Regions from separate parts of the Gossypium arboreum genome. Here region 2 is linked to region 1. Evidence: chromatin contacts called from public Hi-C data. All regions are on one chromosome and are shown on one strand. The core of a region is the stretch at or near the end of the contact, and the rest is flanking DNA. Distances in the headings are between cores, read along the strand shown.

The links. A called contact is a pair of places that touch in the nucleus more often than the background predicts.
Region 2: a contact with region 1 is called in a Hi-C map of leaf, with 1.9 times the contacts expected there. The contact joins the promoter of LOC108466525 here to the promoter of LOC108467035 in region 1. A contact is called at or near these places in 2 of 5 Hi-C or Micro-C datasets (both in leaf).

Annotation. Positions count from the first base shown.
Region 1 is chr2:7,235,594-7,243,299 of ASM2569848v2, forward strand. It overlaps LOC108467035 (inositol-3-phosphate synthase), which reads right to left and starts at 4,166. Exons shown (of 10, transcript XM_017767491.2): 1 at 3,746-4,166; 2 at 3,594-3,662; 3 at 3,345-3,480; 4 at 3,012-3,259; 5 at 2,690-2,916; 6 at 2,481-2,596; 7 at 2,134-2,310; 8 at 1,833-2,021; 9 at 1,680-1,742; 10 at 886-1,247. The coding sequence starts at 3,933. The coding sequence ends at 1,128.
Region 2 is chr2:7,433,657-7,441,362 of ASM2569848v2, forward strand. LOC108466525 (L-ascorbate oxidase) reads left to right here and starts at 3,012. Exons shown (of 3, transcript XM_017766890.2): 1 at 3,012-3,479; 2 at 3,574-3,975; 3 at 4,052-5,119. The coding sequence starts at 3,084. The coding sequence ends at 5,011.

The DNA of each region.
Region 1 (7,706 bases), core at 2,916-5,415:
TTTATATTTTTATAAGGTAAATCTGAATTGCATTGTCATCAAATAAAAATAAAATGAATTATTATCTTTAAAATTAAAATATTTATAATATGAAAATTTAAAATTATTTTAATCCATCAAAATCTGCTTGATCCGAGCCTAAATCTAAAAAAAAATAATCTCAAAAAAATCTGAATCCAAAGAAAGCCCGATCTGAGCCCGCCGAAGCCATCCCATTTGCCCCTACTTGAAATCTATTTAAGATTGGGGGACCCCATGGCTTAATTTTTGTGGTCCAACCAACAGAAACGTTATCATGCTGGCTAACCATGAGCATTGGTAACCATAGCCAATGGTTACTACAGTGGCACGTACTCCGGAAACACGCTTGCAAATTTACAAAGTCCTATAAACTGTATAAATAAGCAATCATTCAACTACTTTTTTAGATTCCTTGGTACTCGATTCTCAGAGACAGACGATCACATGTGAAATAGAACAGCTGCTGTTTGGCTAGGAGTTCTCACAAAATTTACCAATTATATAGCATAAGATCCTTATCAAAGGTTAAAATGTATAAGGGACCACTATCCTACATTGATAAGTGGCTAGTTGCGTGATCCATCCATGTTATAAATTCTCAATTTATGGACTTGAATGTGTGACAATCATGTCCCCCACTGTACCATAATCTCGAGAGCCCACCACATGTCAGGCATTGAGAGAACGGTGAGTGGCAGGGGGACCATACTCAAACATTGGTCCTTTTATTTTTGGCTAAAAAGACTAGGCCTTTTTAATGATGCATTGATTAATCCAATCAAATTATCAATGTCAATTTTCAATCCAAAGTGATTCTTGGCCTTGTATCAAACCATATGATAAGAGCAATAAAAGATTGTCCAGTTACGAAAATTCATACTATCATATCTATTTCCACAAAAGAGGTGCTTGGCTCAAGAGTGAGCTACAAACATGAGCGCCACTTGAAAATAAATGAGAAAAAAAGAAGCATAGCATAAACCATCATACAACCGTTACAATCTGTGACAACAGTAACCACAGCTTTTATGAAAACGACAGAGAAAGGGAAAATGGTCCTAAAGTTCTAAGAACCAAAGCTTTGTTCCACTTTTCTCTCAACTTTTTCACTTGTATTCCAAAATCATGTTGTTTTCAGGAGCCAAGCCAATGCTGGCCCTTAGTATGTTCTCCAGCATTGCACGCTGCTTGGACAGTGCGTTCACCACCGGTGTGCCTGGTGGAACCTGTTTTTTGCCAAAACAATGTCAGTTCTCAGTAAATTTCTTCACAATCACTTGACTTCTGATTCAAGTGATTCTCATGATTCTATTCACATTCTTGAACTGAAATTTGACATAAAAGTTCACAAACTTTAATTCAATATTGTGTCCCCCCTCACCAGTTGCTTCACGTGAAATAGACAGAAGCAGCTTTACATAAAATCATTGATGGTCACATGAAATATATCACAAAGAGGCACCATAAAGTGAATTTGCGATTCCTTGTTTCCCACTTAAACCATAAACAGTTGAGTTAACATTTAATTCAAGACAATAATATCAATGTTTTATTGGTGAAGGTGTCACCCCTCCCCACCCCCGTTTTATTATTAATTATTATTATATTTTTAGTAGGCCAGAGTTACAGGAAAAGACAAAGGGATGCTTTGGACTCACAAGAGGGGCTTTGGTGAGGTAACTGAGGATTGTAGCCACAGGATGGAAAGTGTGGAACTTGCCCTGCAAAACCAAAATTCAACATCAATGTTTTTGCATAAATATGTGTTAAGGGTCAACCCAGAAGAGTCCACAAAGTTCTAAGGGTCATACCTCTCCATCAGCCTTGAACTGGATCCTGGTGCTAAGTTCAGCAAGGAGAACCAAATCTAGGATAATGGGAGCAGCCAACAGGGAATCCTCACACGTGTTGTGCAACACAATGGTGTTCTTGCCTCCCATGAATATCTCTGATGTGTACTCATCCATGGCTCTCTTGCTGTCTCCCACATACGGCACATACTATAATACAAGGAAGACAAAGTACACATTTTAAGACCAATCAAGCAAAAAAGCTTTAAGGTCACCACTCACAAGTGCCGAAACAGACACAGATGGGTAAAAAAATATTTACCTTGATGACCACAACATGATCAGGATGTTCACCAGGCTCATAGAGGATTCCATTGCTTGAAACCATGTCATCAACAACATTGCTCTTTGAGATCTCCTTGGAACGGAAGGTTTGGGGTGCTGACAGATTCATGCCATCATTATTTCCCAGATGGTTGTAACTCACTATCGATGTTGGCTGTCAATTTATCATCACCATTAGTACAACCACCTATCAATGTCATATTATTTACATTTTATTGACACATAAGCTACCAAACACTTAAACTTTTTACTTCAATTATATTGGTACTAATTGCTTATTATAACAATTACGGTGATAGTGCCATAAAGTCAAAAGATTTATACCTTGATACCAGCCCCAACAAGGAAATCCACGAGGACAGATTTCATCTTGGTCTGGCCACTCTTGAAGTCATCTCCTCCAATCAGACAGTTCCTTTGAATAGCCAAATCAATCAACCCTGAATACAATAAGAGTCACTTGTAGAGGTTATTACATTTACTCGTCATTACAATTTATAAAATTAGGAAGACAGCTGAGCTAAATTAAGAACCTGGAACAAAGGTGTTTTGTGGGCTGCCATTGATGAAAGGAACATTTTCAAGAACACAAGCAATAGCATACAAAGTGGAAGGAGAAATCTCTGATTCATTCTTCTCCAAAGAAGCCATAAGGCTTTCCACGGTGTCATTTAGCCCCACAATGACATTGCTGTACCTCTCAGTGTTTGCAGTCCAGAGTACAACAACCTTGTCCACCTTGTTTTTCTCTTTGAACTCCCTGATTTACCCAATCAAATGTTAAAAAATTCAGCTACTTTTCCTGTTCTACAAGCTTAACAAATACAGTTTGGAGGGTTGGAGTTGATTATATACCTGATGTCTTTGATGACCTGCTGAACTTGTTCTTTCTTGGTCCCCTTCATGACATTATTGGCACGTTCACCTTGGTTAGCAGCAATGAAATCAGGATCGTAGATTCCAGGGAGTGGGACCATGGATTCCATGTAGGGTCTCAGTTGCTTTTGCAGATCAATGTCGAAAACCTTGGCCCTAGCCATTGCATCAGCTAGGTTCATGTCACTAATGTCCCATCCTCCAAACACAATATCATTTGGGTTCACCTTTATTCATTCATTTATCAAGCATTAAGCATTAAGTAGCAAACTAGTAAATTAAAAACTAAATCTGGGTTTATAATTCGTATACCATAGGAAGAAGACTCTTAAATGGAGCATAAATCTCTTCTCCATTGTAAGACCCAACTCGGATCGTTGATGCTTGAGTCAATGAACCAAAGTAATTAGCCTGTTGTACCTTGTCCTTAGTAGCCCAAGAGATACCCCTGAGAAAACCCATCATTACCCATATCTCAAAAATCCAAAAAAAAAAAAAAAAGGAGAAAAGAAAACAAATCAAAATTAATCAGATCTTTTATCTAGAAAGTACAAAACTCACTCTTTGTTAGCTATAACACCTCCGGTGAGGGTTGAACCATTGTTTCCTCCCCATCCCACAAGCATCACCCTAAAACATATAAATAAATAAAATCAAAATAATCAAAATCGAAATGGCAAAAAAACAAATGATGGGCAGATTTGGATTCTAACCCCAATTTAGGGACATGGATATCAGTCTTGAATTCATATTTGACAGTTTTGGGTTTAACAACCCATTGATAGGTTCCATTTTTGTTCTCATGAACAAGCTCTGTAGTTTCATAGTTGTAAACAGACTGAATTTCATTCTCCGTGTACTTCACATTGGGGCTCTCTACCTTAAAACTCTCAATAAACATTTTTGCTGAATTTTTTTTAAAAAAAACCCACAAAAGGCAAATCAAAAACACAAACTTAGAATGGAAATGAAACTGTTTTTATTTCTCTTTTGCCCCAGAATTTTGTGCTTCAAAGCTTGGGACTAGGAGGCTTATTTATAGAGGAAACATAAAATGAGAGGATACACGTGGCATCATCACAATGGTTGATGCCTTACGTTAAAATTTCGTCATTGAATCCCCTTCGGTTTTTCGATTCAAGAGAAGGTAGGCCATGCCTATGTTGTTTTGTGGTTTTTTTGCCCGTTCGTACGTGTGAAGAGGGGTGTCATTTTTGACACGTGTAATACACTTTACACGTGGCTTAACCTTGTGAAGGAAAATTTATTTTATTTTATTTTTATTGTGTTGCCATTGAGAAGGTACTCGAAGGGGTATATTGATTGAATGACTGGATCGTTTAGTAGGACCCATATCCACGCGCTGTATTTCCACGTGGATAAAACACCGGAATTTTAATGGTATAAGCCGAAGACTTGGCCGACGGTGAAGAATAGGTGTTTCTTACGCGCTTTAGTTGAGGTGTATTGTGCATCTCAACTATCAACTGAGTCCGTCCTTGCTTGTTTTCATGTGAGGCCAGAGTGGGAAGTAATAATAATAAAAAATACGGCTTTTCTTACATCAATAATATAAAAAAAATTAATAATTTAAATATATATCCATAAAATTATTTATCAAAATAGTACTTTTACTACAGTATTTTGTCAGTGTTGGGGTAAATTAGTGACACAAGATTAAAATATATTGACTTAAAATATGCAAGGATTTGATATGTAAATTTCTCATTTTGATTGGTTGTTAAAAAGAATTGTTAGGTCCGTTAATAGTGTGAGAGCATCAAACTTTAAATAAGTTAAACTGCTTCATAAACTTTCTCTATTTATTATTTTCTTTTATTTTCTTTTAATACAAAAAATAGAAGTTTCTTACCAATTACTCAAAAAATTTCTATCAAATTTTCTTTTTGTAAAAAATTGATTCCTATTGGAAATAAATTTTATTTATTTTTCAAAAATAATTTTGTTCAAATTCTTTTATTCTTGTCGGAATAATTTTTCAAAAATTATTTTAAAAAATTATTTGAACAAAAAATTATTTTTTAAAATAAATAAAATTTATTTCTAGTTGAAATCGATTTTTTACAAAAATACTCTTTAGTAAAAAAACTTTATAGACTAATTGATAAAAGTCTCTCTATTTTTTGTGTTAAAGAGAAATAAAAGAAATAATAAACAAAAAGAGTTTAGGAAACAATTTACTTTATTTAAAGTTTGGTGCCGACGCACTGTCAACTTATATATCAGGTTTTGAATATTTTAAGTCATCATGTTTCAGTATGATGTCGCCAATTTATTAGGTAACACCGGTAAAATATTGAAATAAACATATCATTTTGATAAATAATCTTAAGAGCATATTATTTAAGTTATTTTATTATTATTAGGATAAAAAAACCAAAATTTACAGTTTAACTATTAATCTGGCATGGTTAAAAAGATGAGATCCCGTACTTGTCAGCTAGAATCAGGGTCGTAAATAAATAAATGGATTTGACTGAGATTTTGACACTTAAAAATAAACCAGACTGAGATCAAGATTAGAGTTTTCTCAAATTGCTAATTTATAAAAATATTAAAATATTTTGTATTTTAGTTAACAATTTTTAATGCCACTAAGTGTATCTCGTGCTTTGGTAGAATATAATATATTGTTTTTCATGAAACTTTTATAATGTACTTTTTTCATATTAAAATATATTTTATTGTTCACAATAATTATGTTAGATATTTAAGCTAACTTTTCAAAATATTATTATTTTTAATCATTGTTAAAATAATAATCTCTTAAAACTTATTATTTAATTATGCTTAATTGTTTATAAATTAACATGTTTTTAAAAAGTTTAAATTTTATCTTTTCGATTGAGTCAAAAAGTTTATTAAATTAATTTCTTAACAAATTTTTGATAAATTTAAATGTGTTAGTTATAATTTTGATAAACATTATTAGAAATAAAAATCCTCTAAAGCACTTAAAATAAATATAATATGTAATGATTTTTTTAAAATATCTTTTTCTATTATCAAATTCAATTCATTAAAAAGCGTTTCGAAAAATTAAAATTTTTAGTTATACATTTGATAAATTTCAAATGTAATACAAACTATAATGGCAATTTTGAAGTATAATAAATAATAAAGAGCATTTATTTTTCAGTATATATATTAGTCTCTAATCTCATATGTATTGTATGTAATTTTATATATTAATTTATTTAAAATCTAAATAGTATAATAATAAATTGAAACAATAATTAAAATATTTTTAACATATTCAATTGATAGTGTTGTTTTACTTCATGTAATTTTTAAATTATAAAATTAATATAGTAAATTAAATTCTTAATTTTTAATTTTTATTTTTTTCTTAGCCGTTAATATATTCCCAAAACATTTTACAGATAATATATAATTAATATATTATATTATATTAAAATGTATTATTTATAAAATTTTATATATAAAATATTATTTTATAAATAATTAAAATTTACTATTTAAAAAGTAATATAATTTTTCACTTTTCACTGTTTGGTTAATGGAAGCAAAATAATTTAAATTTAAAAAATTCAATATAAATTTGACTTATTATTATTATTATTATTATTATATAAATTCCTTTAAAAGGTCATTTAAGAGAATTAAAATCTCATTTATAATTATAATAAATTTGATCAAGTAATTTTTAACTAATTATTTTAGTAAAACTAGAAATCTTATAAGTTTGTATATTTAGAATGGTAAAAAGAAAAACACAGTTATATTAGTCAGTTCAATTTGTTTCAGTAGAAAATAACAAGACAAAGTGATTACATTCTTAAAGTACTATCGACATAGAGAAATAGTATTGCACTCAGTTATCAGTATATTCTTTATTGAATCTAGATGCTCCCAAAACAGTTATGTGTTTCCCAATTCACTTGAAGCTATTTTTGCAATATGATCAACAACCTGATGTACTCTTATATTTGACACTTTTTGCTTGTTAATTCCTTTGTCTTATGAATTTTTCACTACTTAATTGGCTGTATTTGATTTATTTCTTGTGTAGTGAACCCAATATTGGAAATGGCAACAAAAGACGTGTCTGCAGTTTTTTTTCTTTTTATTACATCACGGTTGGAGTCGTGGGCACGGCGCTTATTCATCACACTACTGAGTCATGGGCACGACGCTGGGCATGACGCGGATCTGACGTGGCAAATCAGAAGTCAACACGGGGAATATTCTGGAAACAACTTATCTTGATCTATTGACGTGATTTGGGGGATTTTGGATTTCATTTTCATAATTTTATAGATATTATCTTATCTTTTTTTGATTAGTTTTCCTTGTTGATTTGGGAATTTGAAGCCTATAAATACCCACCTTTGGGTAAGGCTAAGTATCTCTTGTCTTTTGTTCTTATTGCTACTTTGTTTTCATTTTTAATAAAATTTTCTTCTTTGTTTTATTTCTACTTTACTTTATTTTATTTTATGTTTTTACATTATCAAAACATGTTAAGCATGATAATCAATATCATGCTTGGCTAATTTTTCTCAAGCCAAGAGCTAGTACGAATCAATTCCTCACGTGAGAATTGAATATTGCTTAAATCCCTTCGGGATACATTTTCGTCTTTCTGCTTAGATAGTTTGGCAATCGGCCTTACTAAAATTTTTAAACGCT
Region 2 (7,706 bases), core at 1,762-4,261, 200 kb after region 1:
AAGTCTCTGATGAGATGAGATATGCTAGAATTCATGATTGATCGATTTAATGTGATATTTATTTATATTTATGAATAATTGCATGAATTATGAATAGTATATGTTACTTTTGTATATATATATACTTGTGATCTTATGAATGACATGTCTATATTATTATTCATATTGAATACATGAAAAGCTTGAATTACTACTGATTGGCCATAAGTTAGATTATTTAATATGCTTTAATGCATTACATGGGTTGGGTTGATATGAACGGAGGAAGATCAATCAATATATTTGCAAGAAAAATGACAAGTGCAGAGCATAACCATCCGACTATTCTTATTTGCAAATTTCTGTGTATTCACAGTTAAATGGAAAATTCCATCTGTAGGTACTGTTGTGAATCCACAGCCAAAGGCCGATTCCAACGACGAGTTTATGTTGTAGAATCTATAGCCAAAAAGTTGGTTTTATCTGTAGGAATTTTGTTGTGAACCCACAACCAAAAACAGATTCCAATTGCGATGACTTGTTGTGTGTCCACAACCAATATGACATTGTTATCTGTGAACCAGTAGTGGTTTATCCACAATGTGGCACAAAAGTAGAGGAGTTCTAGGCAGAAATTCTACTGTGGTGTGTAACAGTGGGGTAGGAATTATTCTATTTAAAACCCGAAACTGTATGGCATCATTTAAATCATGTGCATACAAATCTAAAAATTATGTTATGATACATATGCGTGAAACTATGTACATATGTCTATACATGCATGGAATATGATTATTGTGGCAATTCTGATGATTTGATTATTTTGAAAACTGTTATTTGATTTCTGATATATTAGTGATGGTTGCATTTGAAAAACCGATATTATGAACTGAATTGCTATCTTGATTATTCTATGCAATGTTAACAAATGTGTCCTAATGAGTGTCGCATTGGTTTTGTTGTAAATGGATTCACACTGAGCCTCAAAGCTCACTCCTCCTTTAATTTCATCCTTACAGATAACCCACTAGGTTAAGATGTGGCCAAGGCATTCGGAGGGTCTTGGCATAATCCAACTTATTTTCAATTTATTAAGACATATTCTTTTGATTTATTTTATTATTTGAGGTTTATAATATTTTATTTGAACTGTGGCATGGGATTTAGGACTTAGGATGTTTTTATTATCGCATGACATTTAATTGTGATTTTAATTAGAACATTAAATTTTTACTATTAATTGATGATGTATGAACCCCGATTTTTATTAAAAACTTAAGTAAAGACCCTCTTTTCCACTGCTAGAAGATAATTTAAACGTTAAGAAAATCATAATTGATATCATCCAAATTTCGAAGAGTATATGGAAGAATGAGATATAGATTATCTTAATGATGCGATTCAAATGCAAATGATGATGAACTTGATTAAGGACCAACAGATGATGATAAGGAGAGTATGTTAAATATTAAAAGAGAATATAACCCAATATATATGCACTAGATTAATTAGATAAAATTATGTATGATATTTATTTTTATTATATTTATTACTAATATAATACATATGATGATTTGATTTTAAATTTTTTTATAGAAATTATTATTATACTAATATTTTATAGTTTTTAAAATTTTTAAAATATAAATTATATAACTGTAATTACAGTTTGTACTACTAAACATGCACATGAAATTACACTATAATTACTCTATCAACCAAACACATTAAGGGAATTACAATTTTTATAATGACAAGATTGTAATTACACTTTCATTCAATTAATCTGTATTGTCTAAATAAATCCTATTATAATTATAAAATAGTAATAATTATACTTTTATTTAATTAGTGTTGACGAAATTTATGATTAATTTTTAAATTACCTTTTTAACATAATCTATTTATTCTTTTGGCATGCTAACATGTGCACTTGTCAACAAACTTGGAAGAAAATCCACGTTATTACTCGGCTTCTTCGTTTGAGGATACATATGCTTCTGTTCAACTTGTCTGACTGGTTTATTCGCCAAAAGTGGACTTTCTTAATTTCTTTATCTACAGGCATATATTTTGCCTTCATTTTATTAAAATTTAAAATTTAAATTTTTTATTTTTTAAAATTTAAAATTTAGGTCTAATTATTAATACTTTAAATTTTTTGGTGACATTTTCAAATAATTATGTAACTAAAAATTAATGTTGTAATGAATCTAAATTAAATAAAATAAATTTTAAAAATTTTAATAATGAAACTAAAATTTAAAATCTAAAATGTAGAAAGACTAAATTCTTAAAAATAAAAGTATAAAGACTAAATTTTAAATCTAAAAGAATACAGAAACTTATAATATATCTGAACCTTATATTTATTAAAAATAATTTATAAGTAATTAATTAAATTTAAATAAATTCAACTCAAATTAATTAACTAAAATAAATATAGAAAAGAAATCATATATTTATGCTTGATGAAACTTAAATATGAACTCTTAGTTTTCAAAATTTCAAACATGCTATTAAGCCAAAAATTCATTTGCCATAATTATACTTTTCTAATTTACTAAATATAAAAATATATTTCAGTTTTCACGCATTTATTATAATGATATTGTTGTTTTGACTAATAAATAAATAATTTATTATTTAATTTCTAAAAATCTTAGAAAAGGCAAGAAAATTCTAAAAGGGAAAGAAAAAGACGTGTTGATCTTCCCAACTAATTGACCACGTATGAAAGGCATAGATGCTAGTAAAATTATTATTGAAACTTTTATTAAAATAATAAGTATACATTAAAGTGTAAGTTAATTCTTTCTTTTAACAATTTCATTTTTTTATATTTTTAAAAATTAGTATGATTGATAGAATAATCTATAACATATTATATGTACTACGTAATTGATGAATTTTTAATAAAATAATTAATTATATAATTGACTAATTTATTTAATTTTAATTATAAAAATACAATACAATTTAACTGTTAATACAAAATTCCATTATACTTTTACCCTCTATCCCTCGACATACTATATATACTTTGCACGCCAAGGGTGTAACCACTCAAAATTTTTTTGTTGACTGAGTGGAAAGCTGAAAGCATGATCTTTAGCAATATGGTTTTGATACCAAAATGCAAAAGCAGAGTAATCTTATTTCTATGGTTATTAGGGATTATAGCTTTGTTAAATGGTTCGGCCGTTGAAGCTCGGATTCGTCGGTATAAATGGGAAGTGAAGTACGAATACAAGTCCCCTGATTGTTTAAAGAAACTGGTAATAACCATCAATGGCCGAACACCTGGTCCTACAATCACCGCACAGCAAAATGATACTATCATCGTTGAGCTCACCAACAGTTTGTTAACAGAGAATGTTGCAATTCACTGGCATGGAATTCGACAGATCGGAACACCCTGGTTCGATGGAACTGAAGGAGTGACTCAATGTCCGATTTTACCCGGAACCACTTTCAAGTATCAGTTTGTTGTCGACAGAGTAAGTTTGTGTTTCAAGTTTCAAGGCTTTTTTTTCTTTCTTCTAATTTGAGATTTATAAACTGAAATTCCAAAAAAATTTGTATTGGATTTAGGCTGGAACATACTTGTATCATGCACATTATGGGATGCAAAGAGAAGCTGGGTTATATGGATCAATCATTGTTGGACTTCCTGATGGAAAATCCGAACCTTTTACCTACGATTATGATCGGAATATTATACTCAATGATTGGTACCATAAAAGCACTTATGAACAAGCTGCTGGCTTGTCTGCTATTCCCTTCCAATGGGTTGGAGAGCCTGAGTCACTTTTGATCCATGGAAGAGGAAAGTTCAACTGCTCTACTTTAATTACTCCAAGTTTAGACGCTGGTATTTGCAATGCTACAAATCCAGATTGTGAGCCTTTCAGATTAATAGCAGTCCCTGGAAAAACTTATCGATTGAGAATCTCTAGTTTAACTGCTCTATCAGCCCTCAGCTTCCAAATTGAGGTATTTCTTAAGACTGTAAAATGGGTTCAAATTTTGCCTGTTTTTAAATCTGGAAGCTAATTTGTTTCTGTTTCAGGGTCATAATATGACAGTGGTTGAAGCTGATGGGCATTACGTTGAGCCATTTGTTGTACAAAACTTGTTCCTTTACTCGGGAGAGACATATTCGGTCCTAGTAAAAGCCGACCAAGATCCCACAAGGAATTATTGGATAACATCCAATATTGTTGGTCGATCAGCACCCAAAACTCCTCCTGGTCTCGGCGTTTTCGTTTACTATCCAAATCATCCAAGGAGATCTCCTCCCACAACTCCTCCACCTCCTCCTCTATGGAATAACACTGACCCTCGATTAGCTCAGAGTCACGCCATTAAAGCTCGCCAAGGTTACATTCACACTCCACCTTCACGTTCAGACAGGGTCATTGTGTTCCTCAACACACAAAACACGATCAATGGGAATGTTCGGTGGTCGGTCAACAATGTCTCTTTCGCACTTCCTCATACACCTTACTTGATCGCACTCAAGGAAAATCTAACCCATGTGTTCAATCAAAACCCACCTCCCGATGGGTACGATTTCCAGAATTATGATATCCGTATAGTACAAGAGAACAAAAATGCTACTTCGAGCAATGGGGTTTACAGGTTGAACTTCAACTCAACTGTGGATATTATACTTCAAAATGCCAACTCCATGATTCTTAATACCAGTGAGACGCATCCTTGGCATTTACATGGACATGATTTCTGGGTATTGGGGTATGGGGAAGGGAAGTTCGATATGTTCAATGATCCAATGAAGTATAATTTGGTGAACCCGATTATGAAGAACACAGTGCCGGTACATCCTTATGGATGGACTGCTTTGAGGTTTAGGGCTGATAACCCAGGAGCTTGGGCATTCCATTGCCATATAGAATCCCATTTCTATATGGGTATGGGCGTGGTATTTGCAGAAGGGATTGATAAGGTTGGCAAGTTACCATCTTCTATTATGGGCTGTGGTGAAACTCAAGGTCTTTACAGGCCCTAGTACATATCCTTACATCTTAATTCTTTCTTTCTTTTTTCTGTATTTTGGATTGTATAAAAGATTATATTCGTATTTATTTAAAAAAATAAAAATCATTTGTTTTATAAATTGAGTTATATTATTACGATTTTTTATAAATTAATAAAAAAATCGATTAAAGCTCAAATTAGGATAATTTTAGGAGTTGTTTGTATAAATGTCAAATCTTTAAAATGGTAATAAAAATAATATTTACAAAATATTCAAATAAAAGCTTTTATCCCATTAACTTTAGGTGAATTCTTACATGATTAAAATAGAACAAATGATATTATTTTGAAGCTTGATATATAACATTTGAAAAATTCTTATTTGAAGACTTTGAAAAAGGCGGTTATTTGATCATTTTGAATGATTTGACCTTCATTTAGGTCCCGTTTAGCAGTGCTTTTGAGATGAGTTTTTCCTTAAACAAGTACTTCTCACTTAAAAGTATTGCCAAACAAGTATCAATTGAATAAAAATTTTAAATTAAAAGAAGTGCGTTTTAACATATGAAAAAGTTGAAAATTTTAATTTTTTTTCTCAGTCAAAAGTGCTTTTGCTGCTATTTACATTTTTAATCTCAATTTATCTTCTCCAAAAGACACATTAGAATACCCATTTTTTCTTTCAAAGTTCTTTTAATTCCTCCACTGATGAGTTTCTTTTCTTCTTCTTCTCTTCAAGTTATTCATTTTTCTTCTCTTTCAGTTTAGTTATTTTCTGATTGTTTAAATTTAATAAATAATTAATATTAATTACTCAGAAATATTTAAAATTAATATTATATATTAAAATATTAACAATAAGTTATAATAAATTATTATTTATATTTTACTAAAATATCATAAAATTAACTAATTTGAACATTATTTAAATGTATATTTGTTACTTTATAATATAATGTCTAAAATGGACATTTTATTTCTCAAAAGTACTTTTTGACAGCAATACTAAACACTTAAATTTTAAACAAAACTTCCCAAAAGTAATTTTCAATAGTAATACTAAAGCACATTAGAAAATGTTTAACCCTTATGTCAACAACTCATAAAAGTTTAAACTCCAATTTAAACATTTAAAAATTACATGGAATGAAATTTTAAACTTATAATATTATAAAATTTAACTTTATCAATTTAATAAAAAATATTATATTTATTATATATAAAATTTTCAGTAATGTAATTTATTATAATAATTTGAAATTCAAGGGTAAGCTGGTTTCTTCTATAGCTTATTGTGTTTAGGGTTCAGAATATTTGACACTTACAGTATGTTACAAGACAAACCCTACCGACGGATTTATTTAATTTATACGTCAAGAGCAAACTTTCTGCCATGTGTTTTAGATTCCATTTTGTCAATTAATTCATGTTGAAATTTTGAATAAAAGGTGTGTATTTTCTAGGGAACAAAAGCCTTGTATTAATACAACTGTTTAATTGTAGATAAAAGTACGATGTCTGAGGCACGCTCTCTGTCTTCTCTACAGTCTAGCAATGATGTTGACGGAGATTCTCATTCAAGTGAGGATCGAACCACCAAGAAAGTGAGATTCAAGGATGGTTTCGATAATCTTTCCGATGATATGGCCGTAGATCACAATCTGCCTCCAAATCCTTCGTAGAAGGATAAGCTTTTGGGTGGCGCTCCCTCCGTGTCGGTGGTGAATCATAACGACACTTCCATTGAAAGTGACAGGGGAAGCGATGGAGAATTCGATCTATTAGATGAAGATGTGCAAACTACTATTATCAACGGGATTCCGGCCATTAATTTCTCTGATCGGATTAAAGAGATGCTTTTCAAAGAAATGGAACTAACAGTTGTCATTAAACTGTTAGGGAGGAATATTGGCTACAATACTTTGCACAATCGTTTAATAAATCTCTGGAAACCTATTTTTCATTTCACTCTCATGGACATTGAAAATGGATATTACCTGGTTCGTTTTTCTAACAAAACTGATTATGATTGTATTCTATCGCAGGGTCCATGGATTATTTTTGGGCAATACCTCACCGTTCAGCCTTGGACCAAAGAATTTAACCCAGCACAAACCTTATCCCATTGTAGTGTTGGCGTGGATTCCATTGCCAGGTCTGCCGAGTTTTTTGTTTCGACGAAAAATTGTGGAGGTGATTGGAGGTCTCATAGGGAAGGTGGTTAAACTTGACCTTCAGACGGACAACCGAACTTGAGGCCGATTTGCTTACCTTTCTGTTTTCCTTAACCTCGATAAGCCCTTAGTTTCCAAAGTGCTAGTTAATGGCGAAGTTCAAAGAGTAGAGTCTTTGGTTGCGGAAAATATAGGCACGTCAAAGACCTTTTCCCGATGGTGGTAGAAGATCGGGCCCCTGAGCGCCCTATGGAAGAGATGAATGTTGAATCGGCACCGGTCGCTGGTGAAAATGTTAAAGAAATGGGGTCGGATTTTGGTTCCTAGATGCTGGTCGAGAGACGATCTCAGCGTGGCCAAAGGAGTTTACGAGGAGACACCGGCGCAACTAACAGCGTGTAGGTTCTCGATACTCGACGTTGAATGAGGAAGGTGATTCGGTGTTGAATGAAGCTATTAATGGGGATCTGTCGGTGGATAGAGTTGATAAATATGCTGGGGGAAATGATGATAATATTAGGATTGTTGAAAAGCCTCCGAATGATATGAGGC